2 separate regions of the Mus musculus genome follow, and region 1 is linked to region 2. A link is a contact called in public promoter capture Hi-C data. All regions are on one chromosome and are shown on one strand. The core of a region is the stretch at or near the end of the contact, and the rest is flanking DNA. Distances in the headings are between cores, read along the strand shown. Region 1 holds the start of Kcnab3 (potassium voltage-gated channel, shaker-related subfamily, beta member 3). Region 2 holds the start of Alox12b (arachidonate 12-lipoxygenase, 12R type).

Evidence for each region. Promoter capture Hi-C pulls out the DNA fragments that hold promoters and counts their contacts.
Region 1: a promoter capture Hi-C map of embryonic stem cells shows a contact between it and region 2. The contact joins the promoter of Kcnab3 here to the promoter of Alox12b in region 2. A contact is called at or near these places in 11 of 39 promoter capture datasets (the C10 cell line, the HPC-7 cell line, cranial neural crest and 7 more), 2 of 115 datasets of contacts at active chromatin or transcription factors (both in embryonic stem cells) and 3 of 9 other capture datasets (adipose tissue, liver and pancreatic islet).

What each region holds. Positions count from the first base shown.
Region 1 is chr11:69,322,332-69,327,718 of GRCm38.p6, forward strand. Kcnab3 (potassium voltage-gated channel, shaker-related subfamily, beta member 3) reads left to right here and starts at 3,927. Exons shown (of 14, transcript NM_010599.4): 1 at 3,927-4,592. The coding sequence starts at 4,351. Trappc1 (trafficking protein particle complex 1) reads left to right here and starts at 1,655. Exons shown (of 5, transcript NM_001024206.2): 1 at 1,655-1,735; 2 at 1,827-1,925; 3 at 2,064-2,134; 4 at 2,493-2,631; 5 at 3,108-3,462. The coding sequence starts at 1,827. The coding sequence ends at 3,236. Cntrob (centrobin, centrosomal BRCA2 interacting protein) reads right to left here and starts at 1,542. Exons shown (of 19, transcript NM_172560.3): 1 at 359-1,542. The coding sequence starts at 631.
Region 2 is chr11:69,153,541-69,159,379 of GRCm38.p6, forward strand. Alox12b (arachidonate 12-lipoxygenase, 12R type) reads left to right here and starts at 3,532. Exons shown (of 15, transcript NM_009659.2): 1 at 3,532-3,853; 2 at 4,734-4,938. The coding sequence starts at 3,707.

The sequences.
Region 1 (5,387 bases), core at 2,677-5,176, 170 kb after region 2:
GACAGGATCTTCACGTGTGCTGCAGCTGTCCTTAAGTCTCCAGTTCTCACTTGGGTTCAAGAAACCTACTCCCCACTTCTAGGACACCAAGCTACTCTACAGGGGCAGGTGTCTGTCCAAACAAAAACATGCAAAAACAAAGCAAAACCCTAGGAACCGTCATAACTTCCCAAATTATAGGTTTATGCCATTCCCTCAAAAGTATCTTCTGTGAGAAAAAAGCATGAAAGCCCTGTGTGCTTGGAGGAGATCGTTTAAATCTAATTAATAGACGCAAGCCACAGCAAAGCTAACCTGAAAGCCCAGGAACCTAATGCTTTCTAACACCCGAGAGATCTCCAAGACGCACCTCTCTCACCTTTTTCTTCAAGTTGTTTTCCAATCCAACGGACAAGCTGCGACTCAGTTCTTGAGCCAAGCTGTCTAAGCCCTCGTTAGGAGGTGAGGAGGTGGGAGCTAGATACAGCTGGGCCCGGGCCGTGGCCTCAGCTTGGCGGCTGAGATGCAAAGAAGTATACAGTTGGGAGGTCACCTCGGAGGACACCTGGTTCAACCCAGGAGGCTCTGACGAATCGCTCAGGAGGTCCTCAGGTCGGAGAGGAGAACTGGGACTGGGGGCTGCTGTCGCCATGTACAGTGAAGAGACAACTGGACTCAGCAGGGGACTGGGAACTCCTGCCTCAGTTCTGAGAGGGGTCCAAACTTGTGGATAAGTTCACAAAGAAGAAAGATTTGGAAGGGAGGAAGACACTTTGGGTCCTCAACAAATGAGCTTTCTGGTTAGAGGAGTGTCCACTGACTCCAGAGACCATGGAGAGGGCAAACACATTCTTTCTCCCAACTCCTGGGAACGGTTAAAAGCGGATGTGCAAGGCAGAAAGTCAGGGGAATGGTCAGAAGACCTGCATGCAGGGAGACAGAACCGCTGCAGTTCCTTCCTCCTAACTAGGGTCCTGGAAATTGCAAATCAGTTTCGGCACGGGTTAACCATGGTTAGCTTTTTTTTTTCCCCACACTCAAAATGTGCAAACTGAAACAGACCTCAAACCAAAGCTGGCCCAATGTATGTCCCCCAATTGGTTTTAGTGAAGAAAGAGGCAAGACTTCAATGCCACAACACCCCCGTTTCGCCCTTTCTTCACCTGTCCCACCCAGAGTCGACTTCCTCGGATTTCCCCTCTAATCCTTCCTGATAAAAAAAAAGCCACAGCAGAGGTCCATAGAATTCCTCCCTATCCCACCCTAAGAAATCTCAATAAAAGGGGCGCGCGCGCGCACAGACATACACCCGGCAACCAGCCGCCTGGTATTCTCTACCGCAACCACCTGGCTCCGACTACTCTGAGCATGTCGGCCCTGGTTTCCCAAGATGAGGAGGACTGTCCCCCAAGCCCCATAACCTCCACAGAGAAAGACCAAAGGCCAACCTCCCTAGCGCGACACTAGCTTGCAAAACCGTTGGCAGCCTCCCGCCCACCGCTTGCAATCCCGCCTCCAACCGAATTACGTCACCCGCCCGCGAGACCAAGCTCCCCGCACATCACTGGGCTTCAGAGGCCCGGGAACGTGGGCACGCATGCGCGCGGCATCGGCGACCACGGATTGGCTTCAGGAGGGAGGCGGAGTCTAGTAAGACTATCGGGGCGGAGTTAAGGGTTCTTGAGGTTGCCGCTTACGACCCAGCTGGGCTTTATAAACCGGAAGTAGCTTGTCACCCTCTTTCAGAGCAATTCCGGTGAGTCCGGGGGTGGGGTTCCCACCTGGCTGAAGAATCAGGTTCTAGAGAGTTGGGTACCAGCCACTGAGCGAGGCTCTTTATCTTGCAGATGACTGTCCACAATCTGTACCTTTTTGACCGGAATGGAGTGTGTCTACACTACAGCGAGTGGCACCGCAAGAAGCAAGCAGGGATCCCTAAGGAAGAGGTGATCGGAGGGTCCCAGCGAATCCCCAAATGCACATAGTCCCAGTCCAGTCCTCTTCCTCCAAATCCCAAGTCCTTCCTATTCCCATCCTGTCCCCCCTCCATAACCGAGATCTAATTCTACCACCTCTCCCTCCAGGAGTACAAGCTGATGTATGGAATGCTCTTCTCCATTCGTTCGTTTGTCAGCAAGATGTCCCCGCTAGACATGTACGGTGGTTTTAGAGGGGTGTTGAAGGGAGGGCTAGCTAGCCAGCCTTGGGAACAGGAGATATTGTTTTGGAATGGAAGTGGCGTGTGGCCCCAAAGAGGGGAGGGTGTGTTTTAGAGAGGCTGAATCTGGATCGAGAATCTTGAAGCTGGCAGGAGCGGATACAGGAATGGTCTGAAAGTGGGGAGAGAGTGAAGGCAGTTGCAATTACATCGGGGGTGGGGATGACCGGAGGTGTTTTTACTCAATGAACCTGCTACAAACTATCTATATGAATAGGAAGGAGTTGACCTTGAGGGCATCACAAATATTTCTTTGGGAGTGATTTCACTCCTGTCTGAATACTCATTTCTGCAGGAAGGATGGCTTTCTGTCTTTCCAAACTAGCCGTTACAAACTCCATTACTACGAGACTCCCACTGGAATCAAGGTTGTCATGAATACTGACTTGGGCGTGGGCCCTATCCGAGATGTTCTACACCATATCTACAGTGCGGTCAGTGTCAGTAGAGGAACCCTTTTCCTCCTAGAGCCCTAGGAGTCCCTCGGGTTTTCTGCCCTTATCCTTCTGTATCACATCCCTGTTGAACTCAGTTTTCTCCAGAGCCTTTAGCTCCTTAAACAGTAATAGCTTCTCTAAGGGAGAGCTTGTGCAGGTTTTTGGGTTTTTTTTTTATAAATGATGTATTTCTTATTTTAATTATATGTATTGTGTAGAGGGTATGTGTGCACATGAGCACAAGTGTCTGTGGAGGACAGATCCTCTGGAGAATTACAGGCAGTTGTGAGCTGACCAACATGGGTGCTAGGCTCTGACTAACCTCTGCAAAAGCAGTAGTATGCTTTCTTAATTCCTGAGCTCTCTCCACCCCAACCCCACCCGTGTATTCTTATATTCTCGAGATTACACCATGTTTGAGATTGAAAATGAAAAGTGTCTCACATCAGGCTCACACACCCTCCTTTTCGCAGCTGTATGTGGAGTTTGTTGTGAAGAATCCTCTGTGCCCGCTGGGACAAACTGTGCAAAGTGAGCTCTTTCGATCCCGGCTAGACTCCTATGTCCGATCTTTGCCCTTCTTCTCTGCCAGAGCTGGCTGAAACATCTACCTCACCCCTCAGAAGAACCTGTGACTGCCTGGGCCCATCTCACTTGTTACATTGAGAGCCCTTCCATCTACCTGTCTCCGAGAGCTTTCCCCCGAAGGCCTACCACCCACTGCCTTCAAGTCATAAGAATGAAGCTCACAGGAGTCTACGCCAGTTTTATCCCTGCTTGACTCTGTGAGAAACACAGAATAAACTGAATAAACTTTTTGTCACCCTCTGCTGCCTGAGTGTGAGTTCCTGTGGCCCCTCCCAGTGTGACTCACACAAAAATGAGAACTAGGGTAGCCACACATCCCTGAAGCCTATAAAGAGGTTTTCCCAGCAGATTTCTCTCGAGCTGGATACTTTGTTGTGTTTTAGAATTTTAGCAGCAACCTTTGCTACCACTTGATAGATGTAGTACACACATCCTGTCTTACCTTTAGCTGTGACAATGTCTCCAAATCTAGTTTTCTCGGGGAACAAAAAACGCCCTCTCGAGTGCACACCACTGACCGGAATGAAAGCGGACACGATTCAAGTACAGAAAGTGAGAACCCCGTTCCTAAAACGGGATGTTCTGGGCAAGGCACACTGATTATTTAAGTTCTGGAGCTTCTGCAGGCGGAGCTTATGCAGATGAGCAGCGTGTTCTACTCAGAGGCAGGCGGCTCCATGCAGATGAAGGGGCGTGGCCTGAATGTTAATGAGCTGGGCTTGCTGCCGACGCGGCTGGGAGCACAGCGGTCCCGCAGCGGTTCCAGCTGAAGTGGCACCCGTCTTTTGCTACCCCTTGTTCCTGGGTAGCTATCCTTGAAGACCGTCCTCGACTTTTCTTTATCCTTACCCGTTTATCCTCCCAATCCCTTCATCACAGCTCCCAGCACCCGAATACCCACCACTCCGGGCGACCCCACGGTTTTCCTTTCCCACCGCAAGACCCGCGACCTCCAACAGCCCGCCCCCGCGGGCCCGATCCCGTTTGGCGGCTCTAGCTGCAGCCTTCTCAGCCTTCCCGCTCTCCCTGCGATCGCGCTATTACCACCACACCGGTGTCTGCCCTCGGACTTCCCGGCTCCCTCCTCCCGCTCCCTCGGAGCCCCCTCCCCCGCCCTGGCCATCCGGCATGCAGGTGTCTATCGCGTGTACCGAGCAGAACCTTCGCAGCCGGAGCAGTGAGGACCGTCTCTGTGGACCCCGGCCCGGTCCTGGGGGCGGTAATGGAGGGCCAGTGGGCGGAGGGCATGGGAACCCTCCGGGGGGTGGAGGACCGAGCTCGAAGTCACGAGCTGCAGTGGTCCCTAGACCCCCAGCACCTGCTGGGGCCCTTCGAGAGAGCACCGGCCGAGGCACTGGCATGAAATACAGGTATGGGGTGGCCGGGCAGCCTATCCATATGCTCCTCTTTTGGGACCCCTGAGGCTTTCTGGGTTAGCCGCCTAAGACCCCTTCAAACTTAGCTTAAAGGTCTGGCTCACCCCCCCCTCTTCTCTCTCACACGCACTCACTCTCTTCCTCTGTTAGTTCCCCCAACTTTGAAATCAAGTTTACCAAGGTTGACAGAGTCCTGTCATACCTAAACGATGCCCCTGAGTTGTCCTCCTTACCCGTAAAAAAGCGGGGAACGCCTGGATCTCCAGGCTGCTCCCCCCACCCCCTCCAATGGAGTGTCCTTGGGTTGGCGTCCTGGGGAGAGGAGGGAGGGAAACAGCATCTCACTCTGGCCGGTTGGGGCGCCTGACCCAGATATTGCCCCCACCAGCCCCGAAGCCAGTCTCCCTCAACCTTTCCAGGGTAGGATCAGGGCCCTAGAGAGGGAAGGGACATTTGAAAGGATGGACCACATCTTTCGCCCTCATGCTGTAAGACAAGAGTTGGCGGGAAGGGTTGTGAAAATTTTACTTTTAACTCAGAGGACTACCGGCCAGAGACTCTCAGAAGGAGGGTGGGGAGCACTTTTGCTTGGGAATGAGCTGAGGTCATTAATGTGACCCACCTTTGTCCTCCGAAGTATCCAATCTTCTCCCTGTAGCAGCCCTGACTAGGAAGTAGGGCTGTTTAATCTGTGCCTTGGAAAAAGAAGGAGGGTCTCTAGTTCAATCTCAGAGGTCAATGAAGAGAGGAAGAGAGAGAGCTGGACTTTCCTGTCAAAGCCCCCCCCAT
Region 2 (5,839 bases), core at 2,282-4,781:
CTTATGACTAAAAATAAAACAGATCTTTAAAAAAAATACCAAGACTCATATTTCAAGAGCCTCCTTGATATCATGTAACATGGCAGGAGACTGGGAGAAAGACAAACCAAGTAAGTTACAGGCTACATGATTAAGTACGGTAGGTAAATGGATACAAAACAAAGATGGTGGCTGTACAACTAAGAACCATTTATAGTTAAATTGAGCCTTCCTTACAAAAGCCACAGTTTATTTTCATTTTCTTTTCTTTTCCAATGTGGGGATCAAATCCTGGGCTTGAACTTAGTAGGCAAGCTCTGTGACTGCTTCCGGCTCCTCTGTGTGGCCCCATGCTTTATATTTATATGTCCCCCGGTTTATATTTTCTGTCTTCACACTTGCTGCCACTTGATGTTATTTAATTTCTTTGGCTGTTATGTAATGTTATCTAGCTCCCTCATTAGAATGTTAGTTCCATGGGTGCACAGTTTGTTTTGGTTACGCTATGTTCCCCAAGCCGGATACAGAGCTGGGCACACAGCAGGGGCTGGTGAATGAAGAAAATGTGCATGGTACCATCCCAAAGGCAAGGGAGAGAAGCTGCCAGGCTTGATGAGGCACGGTGGGGAGCACCCGGTGACCTAAGCACCCTAAGATTTGAGTCATGAAAAAGTCATTTCGGTTCCTAGCCCCGACCACATTCCTGTTTCTAAACTGGACCTGAATGGCAGTCACAATCCCCTCCTTCTTCTAACCTGGAACTACCAGTTACCTACTCTTTGTCTCAGGGTCTGACTCTTTGTGTTTTAAGTTGGCATGGTCACTGTGTGACCTTTCCTTGATGGTGACGGGAGGGTGACACCCAGGAGGAAACCAGAACTCCTGCTTCCTGGTTGACAGGCACTGCCCTGGGAGGTGGACCAGGAGAGGGAAGTTCCAGAAGATGGGACATGACTCTCTCCTCACTCTCCCTGGGTCTCAGACACTCTCTGGTGGGAGCAGAAGTCAGCTCTCCCACTACCACTCCTCCTGTCAGCTCCGACCCTGCTCCCTGCTCCTTACCTCAAGGTGCCATCTGTCCCCAGCTCTCCCCCTCCGCCCTCTGTTAGCTGCTACAATTTTTTTTTTTAAATCAGAAACAAGTCCTGGTCCCTTGGTCTCAATATCCTCCTATCTCAAATTTATTTTCTCCAGATTATTTATTATTATTATTTAGGATCCAAAATCATATTGAGTAAATAAGCTTGCTTGTCCTCATCTTGCTAGTCAGTAAGTCCCAAGGTCATTTTGCCCCCTTGAGTCTGAGATGCTTGCAAGAGTGTGCTCTAGGCTGTGAAGGGAAGGAACTGAGAGAAAGAGGGAGATAAGAGAAGGCTAGGTTCCTGACCAACTCAGTCCTCATTGGGTCCTAACCCTCATTCCAGCTTTTTCTAATTTTACTGCTTTAAAAGAACAAAGATATTTATTTGATGTGTATGTATGAGCATGTATGTGAGAGTATGTGCCATAGTTCATGAGTTCATGTATGGGGGTCAGAGGTCAACTTTCATCATTCAGTTCTTTCCTTGGACCATGTGGGCCTGGAGACTTAAACTCAGATCAGGTCATTAGACTCACAGGGAAGTACATTTATCCACCGAACCATCTCTGGCTCCCATCTCCTTCCATCCATTCTGGTGGCTTTGTTGTTGTTGTTGTTGTTGTTTCTGGTTTTTGGTTTTGGTTTTTGGTTTTCTGACAGCATCTACTATCTAGTCCTGACTGACCTGGAATTTGCTATGTAGATCAGGCTGGCTTTGAACTCACAGAGATTCACCTACTCACCTTCCTGTGCCTTCAGAGTGCTGGAATTAAAGGCATGAGCCATCATGACCAGCATATTACTTCTGTTTTGTTTTGTTTAGACTTCCCTGGTAAGAGTATGTTCTTTACAATACTGAAGAACAGCACAGATACAGTAAAATGTGTCAAGTGTCCTACATACAAGCCAGATCAGCAGAGAACATTCTAGCTGCCTACATGGTTTCCCCATTCCAAAAGCACTGAATTGTGTAGGAGGTGGCAAGTTTTGTCTGTTCTGAAACTTTGCATCAGTGGAATAAGAAATGTCTGAATGTATGGTATAGTTCACTCCATATATAATCTCTAGGGTGTTTATCTGTAAAATACCTTAATTTGGAGACTGGTATGGCTCAGCAGATAAGAGAACTGCTGCTCTTCGTGAAGATTGGGGTTCAATTCCCAGCACCCACATGGTGGCTCACAGCCTTCTCTTACTCCAGTTCCAGGGAACCCAATGCTACCTTATGGCCTCTGCAGACACCAGGCACCCAAGTGGTAAACAGACACTCCTACATAGACACCCACACATCTAAGACAAAAAGTTTTTTTCAATCTTAATTCTCTCTCTCTCCTTCTCTCCCTCTTTTCTTTCCTTCCTTCCTTCCTTTCTCTCTCCCTCTCTTTCTTTCTTTCTTTCTTTCTTTCTTTCTTTCTTTCTTTCTTTCTCTCTCCCTCTCTTTCTTTCTCTCTCCCTCTCTTTCTTTCTTTCCTTCTTTCTTCCTTCCTTCCTCTCTCTCTTTCTTTCTTCCTTCCTTTCTCTCTCTTTCCTTCTTTCCTTCTTTCTTTTTTTCTTTCTTTCTTCCTCTCTCTCTCTTCCTCTCTCTTCCTCTTTCTCTCTCTTCCTCTCTCTCTCTTCCTCTCTCTCTTCCTCTCTCTTCCTCTCTCTCTCTCTCTCTCTCTCTCTCTCTCTCTCTCTCTCTCTCTCTCTCTCTCTGTGAGATGATGGTCTTCCTTTGTAGCTCAGGCATCAGAGGCTCTTGGCTCAGCCTCCAAGTAGCTGGAAGTTGAGGTGTGGACCACTGTGCCTGACTTTAGCCTGATCCCTTTGGGGGTTGGAGATTGAACTCAGGGTCTCCCACATTTTCTGTATGTTCTCTACAGTGAACTGAAGTCCTTTAGTCTTATTCTCCTGCCTCAGCTGTTCTCTCAACTGTCCTCTGCGTATCAACACCAGGTTCTCCTAAGTAGATACTGGCTAACAAGGAAGCAGCAGCTACAGGCTTTAGGCTCCAAACCCTTCCACCCTGCATCTCTTGTCCCTTGTGGTCTTTAGTCTCCTGGCTTCAACATTCTTCCTGATGTGTACTGCAGGCCCTGGGTTCTAACGCAAAAGCAGGACACTGGACAGCACGTCTGTATCACTCCTCATGCCTTCCAAAGCAGGTCACTTCTGATTTTGGCCAGGTTCAGCATGGGTGCCTGTCGCTGCAGCCAATGGGGGCGAACAGCTTATTAGTTTGATAAAGATCTGAAGGCCCTGCCCCGCCCCCTCCCCCAACTTCCCTGGGGCCCTGGCTCAGCCTAGACAGCTCCCACACCCTGAAGGCTGCTTCAGCCTCAGCATCTTCTATCCGCCCTCTCAGCGCCCTGCCTGCGGTTCCTCCCCATCAGCTCCTATAGGTCTCAAGCGCAGACGCCTGCTCACGGGCTACTGGCCCGGCTCCGCCTCATCTGCCAGGCTCACATCCCTCCCGCCCCGCCAAGGGCAGCAGCTGCTCCCGGCTCCAGAGGCATTCGCGGGACAGTGGTTCCCGCTGACTGCTCCATCACTGACTGCTCCATCACTCTTCGCTGTCTGGCTTCCCTTGTCTACCTCGTTTCTAACTGTGTGGCTTTAGCCATAGTGTCCGGGATTGAGCCCTCTCTTGGCTCCTGAAGAGCGGCCATGGCCACCTATAAAGTCAAGGTGGCCACGGGCACTGACTTCTTTTCGGGGACGCTGGATTCAATTTCACTGACCATCGTGGGGACCCAAGGAGAGAGCCATAAGCAGCGGTTGAACCACTTTGGGAGAGACTTTGCCACGGGGGCGGTAAGTGCGCACGCGTCACCCAGGATGGATGGAGGCTTGGGGTGGATGGAGGTATCCGGTAGGCAGCCAGAGCTGGGCCAGGGGACTGGAGAACCAAGGACAACTCTAACACTGTGGGCTCCCAACTGGTTTCCTATCTCTCCCCACACATATTCATCCTCTTTGCTCACTCTTCTCTCATTCTTTCCAACCAATACATCCTTCTCCCTCTTCTTTCCTTGCCCCCTCCTCTTCTCTTTGAGCTTATCCACCTCTCTCAGTTCTCTTCCACACCTTAAGGTTTCTTCTATTCTCATGCCTTTCCATCACCTCTCTCCCATCCTTACTCACTCTTCCTCAGCCACGTTGCATCACAACTGGCTTCCATTTGCATTGGATTCTCTGTGACTTCAAATGGCATCCGACCAGCCTGGCCAGTGGGGACTTGCTTTGCCCTAATGGAAGCCACTCTGTGATTTTGATAGCCTTCTGCTCCTGTGTGATCCGAATAGGCTCCGTCATCTGTGTGGCCACTTCTGAATTCCTACATCTTCCTTGAAAAGTGGGAGAAGGGCAGGGGGGCACTCTGCTGTCCAGTCTAGGAGTGCAGGATGCTAGGGAGTCCTGGGCGCTGACTCTTTTGCCCCCAAGATTCTAAATAGCTCCTGCAGCCTCAAGCGACTGGGACCTTAGGAAGGATGGATAAGGCAGGGGTCTTTCCCTGCCTTGGGTAAATGGGCCCAGCAGAGGGCAGCCAAGTCAGGGGGTTCACATCTGTGCCTTCTCTTTATCCTTGCTCTGTGCACTCCTCAGTCCAGCAGGGGAGTGTTACTAACATGAGCAGGTAAAGGGTAAGCCTTCAGGAACTGGCCAGGTCACTCAGCCCCCATGTTTTGTGCAGGTGGATGACTACACGGTACAGTGCCAGCAGGACCTGGGGGAGCTTATCATCATCCGTCTGCACAAGGAGCCTCATTCCTTCCTAGCCAAGGACCCCTGGTACTGCAACTATGTGCAGATCTGTGCTCCCGACTGCCGTGTCTACCACTTCCCAGCTTACCAGTGGATGGATGGCTATGAGACCCTGGCACTCCGGGAGGCCACAGGTGAGCCAGCACTGACCACCTCATCCCATGCAGGGAGTTTCCTTACTCTTGCCCAGCTACTCCAGATTGGCCACTTCGGGATCCCATCAAGTCAATCAGGCATGGCCAGCCTTAGTGCCCATTGCTGCTCTGGGCTTAGCTTAGGGCTGCACAGTGAAGGAACCCAAGTGTATGAGGCCCAGGGAGTACTACCAGCTCATGCAGAGAGCACTATCAGCCTCATGCAGAGAGCATTCCCAGATCCTGAGGTCCAGGGAACTCTATCAACTCATTCAGAGAGCATTCCCACATCTTGAGGCCCAGGGAGCACTATCAGCTCATGCAGGGAGCACTATCAGCTCATGCAGAGAGCATTCCCAGATCCTGAGGCCCAGGGAGCTCTATTAGCTCATGCAGAGACTATTCCCACATCTTGAGGCCCAGGGATCACTATCAGCCTCATGCAGAGAGCATTCCCAGATCCTGAGGCCCAGGGAGCACTATCAGCTCATGCAGGGAGCATTCCCAGATCCTGAGGCCCAGGGAGCACTATCAGCTCATACAGAGACTATTCCCACATCTTGAGGCCCAGGGATCACTATCAGCCTCATGTGGGGAGCACTATCAGCTCATGGGGAGACCATTCCCACATCCTGAGGCCCAGGGAGCACTATCAGCTCATGCAGAGAGCATTCCCAGATCAGATCAGTCTTCCCTTCATGCTTCACTCTCTCTTGACTCCTATTGGATGCCTGGTGTGCTACAAGGACCTCTGTGGCTCTCTGGAGCAGGATTCTGTTTCTACAATAGGATGCTCCATTGTTCCAGTCAGATCTGTGTTCTACTTAGAAGCCTAGTTTCTTAGCTCTCCAGGTCACCAAGCCCTTGAATATGATTTTATTGTTTGCTTGAGAAAGGGTCT